2 separate regions of the Sus scrofa genome follow, and region 2 is linked to region 1. A link is a contact called in public HiChIP or PLAC-seq data. All regions are on one chromosome and are shown on one strand. The core of a region is the stretch at or near the end of the contact, and the rest is flanking DNA. Distances in the headings are between cores, read along the strand shown. Region 1 holds the start of IL15RA (interleukin-15 receptor subunit alpha). Region 2 holds the start of FAM208B (protein FAM208B).

The links. HiChIP or PLAC-seq counts read pairs in DNA pulled down with a chosen protein or histone mark.
Region 2: a contact with region 1 is called in an H3K27ac HiChIP or PLAC-seq map of alveolar macrophages. The contact joins the promoter of FAM208B here to the promoter of IL15RA in region 1. A contact is called at or near these places in 1 of 5 promoter capture datasets (fetal liver) and 1 of 2 datasets of contacts at active chromatin or transcription factors (alveolar macrophages).

The regions. Positions count from the first base shown.
Region 1 is chr10:65,020,321-65,024,045 of Sscrofa11.1, reverse strand. IL15RA (interleukin-15 receptor subunit alpha) reads right to left here and starts at 1,819. Exons shown (of 6, transcript XM_021065036.1): 1 at 1,238-1,819. The coding sequence starts at 1,478.
Region 2 is chr10:65,266,786-65,270,510 of Sscrofa11.1, reverse strand. FAM208B (protein FAM208B) reads left to right here and starts at 2,038. Exons shown (of 22, transcript XM_021065043.1): 1 at 2,038-3,525. The coding sequence starts at 2,747.

The sequences.
Region 1 (3,725 bases), core at 570-3,069:
GGCTAAAGCTGCATTTCACTTTCACATTGTTCAGGAGCTTGCCCCAGGGCTCTGGCTGGCTGGCTTTCTCCCCTGGGGTCATGTGCGACACTGGCTAGCCAGCAGGGAAGAAGTGACCAGCTCACAATGGTAACTCAGATTCTCAGATAAGAGGTGGAGCCTGCCTTGAGCGGGCGGGGCAGGGCTGGGCTGGGGTGGGATTCAGATATAACCTCAGGAAAATAAAACTTCACGGAAAGCCTGTAGTGCTATGGGGTTCACACCAGGCCAGCCAGTCACAGCTGTGGATGGATGGCTCTGATGGAGTAATGAGCAGACTGGCCGGATGGGTGTACGTTGTTAGGAGTCTTGCCTTAAACACACACACACACACACACACACAGAGATCATGGGATTACATATCCCTCAGATACGTAATCCCAGATGGTCTCTGGGATTCCTAACCCCAAAATTATATGCAACTTTTCCAAGTACGTGCATTCATGATTTTTTCTGTGGAGAGGGTTCGTAGCTTTCTTCAGACCCTCTGAAAACTCCCCGACGGCAAAAAGATGAAGGCGCGCCAATGCGGATAAAGCCATACCCACCTCTTCTCTCTCCTCCCTCTTGTCTGGCTCCGGGAGGAAAACCTACGACGTAGGGGCAGACATTCAAGTCTTGCGGTTGAAATGATATCCGTGCGACCTAATGTTCTTCCCAAACACACCCAGCCGTCGCCAGCCTCGTTCTCCGTCCCCACGCCCCGCGCGCCGTCACGGTTTCCGAAGGCTGAAGACGTGGGGGTTGTGGTCAGGTCCTCCAGGTATGCAACCTGCCCGACCCGTCTGCTCTCGCCGGGGAGCAGGCGGTGAGCACCCCGTCCCACCACCCACCCGTAAAACTCGCTTGGGTCTGAGGGTAGAGACTGACCATTTTCCTCGGACCCAGTGGAAACAGTTTAACGCGCGCACGGCTTTCGTCTCGGGGCTCAAGCGTTTCTCGGAATTGCTGTAAAACTCCCAACTCCCAGCCCGTATTGCAATCCTGGTTTCTTCCCTTTGCCTCCGAAACTGGGGAAAACGTAGAATGAAAGAAATCCTGGCCACTCGCTCCTTGCTCTGCTTGACCAGACGAGTCGGGGCGCGGGACCCCGGGCCGACGGTCCCCGCGTCCCTCCACGTGTCCCCGGCGCGCGGGCGCAGCCCCGTGTCCTCGGGGCCGCCCCCTGCCCGCCCCCCGCCAGCCGCGCACTCCCCACCTGGTGTCGCCGGCGACCGGGCAGCAGCAGCAGCAGCAGTAGCAGCGGCAGCGGCACGGGGAGCGCGCCGGCCCCGCAGCCCCGGAGCGGCCCGGCCATGGCCCGACCTTGGCTGCGCCCCCGCCGGCCGCCTCCCGGGCTCGCCCGGGCCGGGACGTCCCGCCGCCAGCGCGCGCAGATGCCGACTCCCCGGAGGAGGCGGCGGGCGCAACTCTGGGACCCGCCGCCCCGCGAGCCGCATTTGCTTTCGCTTTTGCTTTAGCCCCCGAGAGCTGGAGAGAGGTGAGAAGCAGTGACAGATCCGTGACTCAGCATCCCCACCCCCTCCCCTGGAAAAAGCCCCGGCGGCGCCTTGACCCCCGCGCCGCCGCCTGGGTCCCGCTGCGTCGCCGGCGCGCGGGGCGTGGACCCGGCCTGTGCCCTGCGGAGGCCCGGGTCCTCCCCGAGCTTTGCCCTCCTCGCCGCTGGTGACCCCAGCAGCCCTTTTCGTCCCGTGTCCCCGCGCAGAGAGAGTGGGCGAAGCTCCGGGGGAGCAAACTCGTTCCGTAAAGGGCTGGTGAGCTTCGCTGCCTTCGGCTCCACGCGGTCACCCCCCGCGCCCCCCCCCACGACTCGTCCCCTCCTGTGGCTCCGATTTCGACTGTCCTGGACTAAGGGCTGGCGGGCGAGGGGGCCTGAGCTCTGCCTTTCCGGGCTGGTGACTGTGAGTGACAGCGGGGGTGTCGCCGCGGCGCGGCTGGTCTGGTCACCTGCCCAGAGCGCAGACCTGGCCGCCTGCCCCAACCTTCACCGGCTCCCGGCACCGCCACTTTCCTCACTCCTACTGCATCTTTCTTCTCCAAGAAAATTTAAAATATTTGAAGGGGGAGCGGTAGGGAGGACCCGACAAATTTCATCCGTGCCTTAGTGTCTTGCCTTAGAGGAGTCTGCCTGGTCTGCCTGACATCCTACTGGTTGGCAGGTGGCTCTTTTTCTTTCTTGGGGGTCTCCAATTAAGGCTGACGTGGTTGAGAACCGGGTGTGTAGTGAGAAAACTCCAGGGGCACGATTAGAAATCCCCAGCTCTAGGGGTGAAATTAGGCAAGACAGGGCGTCTCTGGGCCACAAGTTACCATGTCCCCCGTGGTAACATCCTGCCTAACTGGAACGACAGTAGCACAACCAGGAAATGCAACTGATGCAACCCACAGGCGTCACTCAGATTCTGTCCGTTTTCCACGCATTCATTGCACTGTGTCTGCTTAGTTCTGGGCACTTCTGTCACCATGGAGACGTCTGTGACCCCCACTGTCAAGATGGGGGACAGTTCTGTCCCCAGGATCCCTCCAGCTACTAGTCTTTTAGAGCCACACCCACCATCAGCTCTTGCCGTCTCCCTAAGCCCTGGCCACCACGCCTCTTTCTCCATCTCTGTGCACCTGCCATCTGGGTGTTATTTAGATGGGAAGGTGCAGTGTGTGACCTCTGGAGGTCACAGCTTTTTACACTGTCTCACTCTCTTGCCATCCAGTCCAGTTGCTTGCTGTGTGTCCATGGTTTGTTCCTTTTTCCGGGCAGTGCTGATGGTTTCTTTTTGAAAACACGTGGGTCTCAGACAACCCTGTGCTTTCGTAATGGCTGTGAGTTTCCTAGAGCTGCCATTACAGAGTAGCAAGAATTAGGCGGCTTTCGGCAGAGGAGTTGATTCTCTCACTGTTCTGGAGGCCAGGAGTCCGGGATCGGGGTGTCACACTGCTCTCTCCCAAGGCCGTTGGGGAAGATCCTTGCCTCTTCCATCTTCCGGTGTTTGCCAGCAATTCCTAGTGTCTCTGGGCTTGCAGGTGCATCACTGCAGTCACGTGGCCGGCTTCTCCCTGGGCTGCCCTCTGTGCCTGTCTGTGTGCAAACGTCTCCTTTTTATGTGGACACCAGTCATACCCGGTTCAGACCTCGTTTTCCCTTGATGAACCTAAGGTCACTTTCTGAGTTGCGCAGGATTAGGCTTCCATATACATTTTTAGGGTGACACACTTCCACCTGTGACAATATGGCCTCTTTATTTCTGAGAACAAGAAATTTCCAAGACCTGTTTTCTCAGGCCGAATGGCCTGGCTGCCGAACAGCTGGATTCCCAGGGTACGGTGTCCATGCCTCAGGGGTGACTCGGGTGGGGTTCTCTCGAAGGCTCCAAATCAGAGGGCCCATGTGGGGTCTTCAGCCTTAGGCTGTGCTCTGGTGGGGATGGACAGGGGACCCTAGGGGCCCTCAGGGAGGGTAACATGTCACATTGGGCCACCGAGAAGGGGAGGCTGAGGATCGAAGCTAATGGATTATTCTCCACCCCCTCTTCCTCCTCCTTGCTATGGGATCTTAACTTTTTAAAGTAAGATATAATTCATATAACAGCAAATTCACCTTTAATTATTTATTCATTCATTTATCTATCTATCTTTTTTTTTTTTTTTGTCTTTTTGCCTTTTCTAGGGCCACTCCCGCGGCATATGGAGGT
Region 2 (3,725 bases), core at 789-3,288, 250 kb before region 1:
ATAAATCTCACTCATCCATGCTGTATAATTTTTTTTTTTTTTTTTTGGCTATGCCATCACTATGGCATTCAGAAGTTCCTTGGCCAGGGAACTTGACCTGAGCCACAGCAGTGACAACACCAGATCCTTAACTGCCAGGCCACCAGGGAACTAATTCTTTTTATGTATTGCTGCATCTAGTTTGGTAGTATTTTGTTGAGAATTTTTGCATACATGTTCTTAAGAGATATTGGTCTACAGTTTCCCTTTCTTGTGATAGTTTTCTCTCTTTTTTTGTAACAGTATAACATTGGCCTCATAAAATGAATAGCGAAGTGTTCCCCCACCCCCCCGCTTCTGTTTTTTAGATCTGGCATTGCCTCACCTGTGGCATAGGTCACAGATGTGGCTTGGATTCAATCCCTGGCCTGGGAACTTCCATATGCCTCAGTATGGCCAAAAAAAAAAAAAAAACTTAAAAAATCTGCATAAGATTTATACACTGAAAAATATAGATGTTGCTTAGAGAAAATCTGAAAGAACTAAATAGAGAGCTCACGTTCATGAATTCAAAACTGGAATATTAAGATATTAATACTCTCCAAACTGATCCATGTAATTAAACACAATCTCAAGCAAAATTCTAGCAGCGTGGGGGGGTTGTTCTTTAGATAGAAAAGAATCTGATTCTATTATTTATGCAGAAATACAAATAACTTAGAATAGCCAAAACTATTCAAATATTGGAAAAAGAACAAAGTTGGAGGCAAAGCAAATTCAAACCATAACACACCCTTCAGAGTAGCTAAAGTTACAAAATGTTGGCCAAGATGTAAAGCTATAATTCTCACACACTTCTTGTGGAAATGTAACTTTGTAAAAGCTATTTGCAAAAAGTTTGACTTTATCTATTAAAATTGAATATATGCCTTCTTTATTGCCACAGAAATGCTGTACCATAAACCACTCCAAACTCAGTGGCTTAGGACAACAGCATTAATTCTCATGCTCACCAGTCTTCAGTATGTCTAAGCTGCTGCTGATCTACCACGGGTTTGGCCTGAAGGTTGGATTCCCATCTACTCCATATATGTTTGTTCTGAGGGACCAGATTGATGGGGCAACAGCTACATGAGACCATGTTCTCCTCATGGGCATCTCTGCACTCAAGAGCCAAATCAAACTACACAAGCACACTTAAAACTCTGCATATATCATGTTTGCTAGTATTCTATCAGCCAAAAGAACTCATATGACCAAGAACAATATCCATGGGGTAGAAAAGTAAATTTGGCCAACAGCGGAAGACCAAAGGGAGTAAATATTTGCTGAAGCAAAAATCCAAATTATCATGTCTAGTATGTCACACACCCAACATACCTGACGCCCACGTAAACCAGGAGACATGAATAAGAACATTCAAGCAGTGTTATTCCCAGTAGGCAAGAACTGGAAACAACGCAAATGTCTATCAAGAGTAAAATGGATTTTTGAAAATGTGCTACATCCACAGCTACACACATAGCAATGAAAATGAAAGAATAATGCACACAAAAACATGAGTCTCACAATGTTACTCCAAAGAAACCAGGCGTAAAATTATTCCATTTATATAAAGTTCAAGCCACAAGCAAAAGGAAATGGCAAATTTGAGGATGTGTATTTAGGCAGCAAACCTGTTAGGAAAGGAAGAAATTATCCTGCAAGTTAGAATAGTGGTTAAACTTTCGGCCACACCCAAGATATGTGGAAGTTCCCAAACCAGGAATCCTACCTGCGCCACAGCAGCGGCAATGCGGGATCCTTAACCCACTGCACCACAAGGGAACTCCTGGTGAGTGGTTAAGGTTGATGGTAGGGAAGGGCAGTGGGTATCTACCCAGAGGCGGCACAAGAAGCAGCTTCTGGGGTTTTGGTAGTGTTCTCTTTCTTGCCATGGCAGTGATTTCATGAATATTTGCTTTGTGATAAACCAGGGAGTTGTGCTTACTGGTTTTGTGTACTTTGCAAAATATTTACGATACCTCAGTCTCTGCTTTAACAGCCAACCTTCCAGTTTGTGAACACAACTTTACTTCTAGGGGCTTTCCACTTGCTTTGTCTTCTGCTTGGAAAGCTCTTCCACCACAACTTTGAGAACTGGTTTGGTCCGTTTTTATCGTGGAGACTTGACCTCAAACGTCCCTTGTTCAGGGAGACCTTGTAGCTGCACCTCCTTTGCCCTGGCCTCCAGCCTCCAGCATTTCTGGCTTGTTTTCACAGCATTATTAAGTTAAATTCCGCTGTCGTTAAGTTGGTGGGGGTGGTTTACTTGTTACTGATTATCATCCACCTCTGGAATAATCCCCACGTGTGCAGGGTCCTTGTCTGGCTTACTCCTGACTTGCCTTCCTGCCGAATTCAGCATCCGGCCCCAGTGAAGAGTTAAAGGTGCTACTGAAGGAATAAACCATTCTGCTCATTATGCGGCCCAGTGCCTGGCTCGCAGTTAAGTCCGTGGCTCCTAAGAGCTCTCATTGCTAGAGTCACCACGGTTCGTGGTCCCTTAACTCTGCCCTGGAGGTCACACCTCTAGACGTGTTTTCCTAGGGAACCATCACGTAAACGACGTACGCGGATCAACGCTTTTGACACTGCAATAAGGGCGTGACTTTGTAAACATCGTCTTTGGGCAAGACTAAAGCGTTGCTGCATTACCTATCCCAGGAGAATCAATGAAGTAAAGACACGTGCAGCCAACGAGCCCCAAAGCAGGTGCAGGCCCATTATGGCGGCGCCGCCGCGTCTCCCCTTGCGCGCCTTCCGCATCCGGCGACGCGTCGGCACCAGAGACTCCCCGCCCCGCCCAGCTGCCGCGCCCGCCAGAGTCCGCCGTCCAATCCCAGGGAGCGCTGTGGCATCGCGCATGCGCAGCGGGGAGAGGCGAGCGCCGCGTGGACGCCGGCCCAGTCCGCGCCTGCGCGTCTCCTTCTCCTCAGCGATTGGCTCCTGCGTCTTCGGGGGACGCCACAGTTCAGTTTTCACTTTCTTTCCCCCCACCCATCTCCCCTTCCTGTGGGCTTGGGGTTTTGCTTCCGGGTTCCAGCGCCCGTCACCGATAAAGTCGACCTGTTCCCTCAGGCCGCGGGGCGTCTCGGCGTCCGCGCCTTCCTATGAGCGTCTGGGGCAGGGGCGACGCTGGGCTGACAAGCGCAGCGGGGCCTGCGGCCTTCGAGCCTGGACATCAGGCCCGTGTCCCTCCCGCCGGCGCTTCGGGGCAGCCCCGCGTCACCCTGGCGGCGCTCCCCGCACAAGGGCGGAGAGGAAGGACGGGCTGCGACGTGGAGGGTCCCGCGCGCGGCTGACGAGTCCGTGCGAACGCGGGCGAGGCGCCCCGTGGGAGCCGGGAGGAGGGGAGTCCCGGGAAGGGGCGGCTCGCTCGCAGGGTCCCGCGGGCGTGGGACCGAGGGCAGGACGCGCGTGCGGAGCGGCGGACGGCACCCCGGAGCATGGGGAGGACCCTGAGCGCCCCTCGCAGGTCCGCGAGGGCGGCGGCGGCGCGGACAGGTGAGCCTCCCCTCGGGGACGCCCCTCGGTCCCCCGGGGCGGAGCGCGCGGCGGGGCTGCTGGCGCGGCGGCGGCTGTCGGGGCGCTCGCTGGTGCGGGGCTTGGGCAGGCATTGACTTTGTCTGCTTGCGCTGCTCCGGGCCGGCGGTTTTCAGAGTCTTCGCCGCTGCCTTGCTGCGGTTCTCAGTCGCTACCCCACG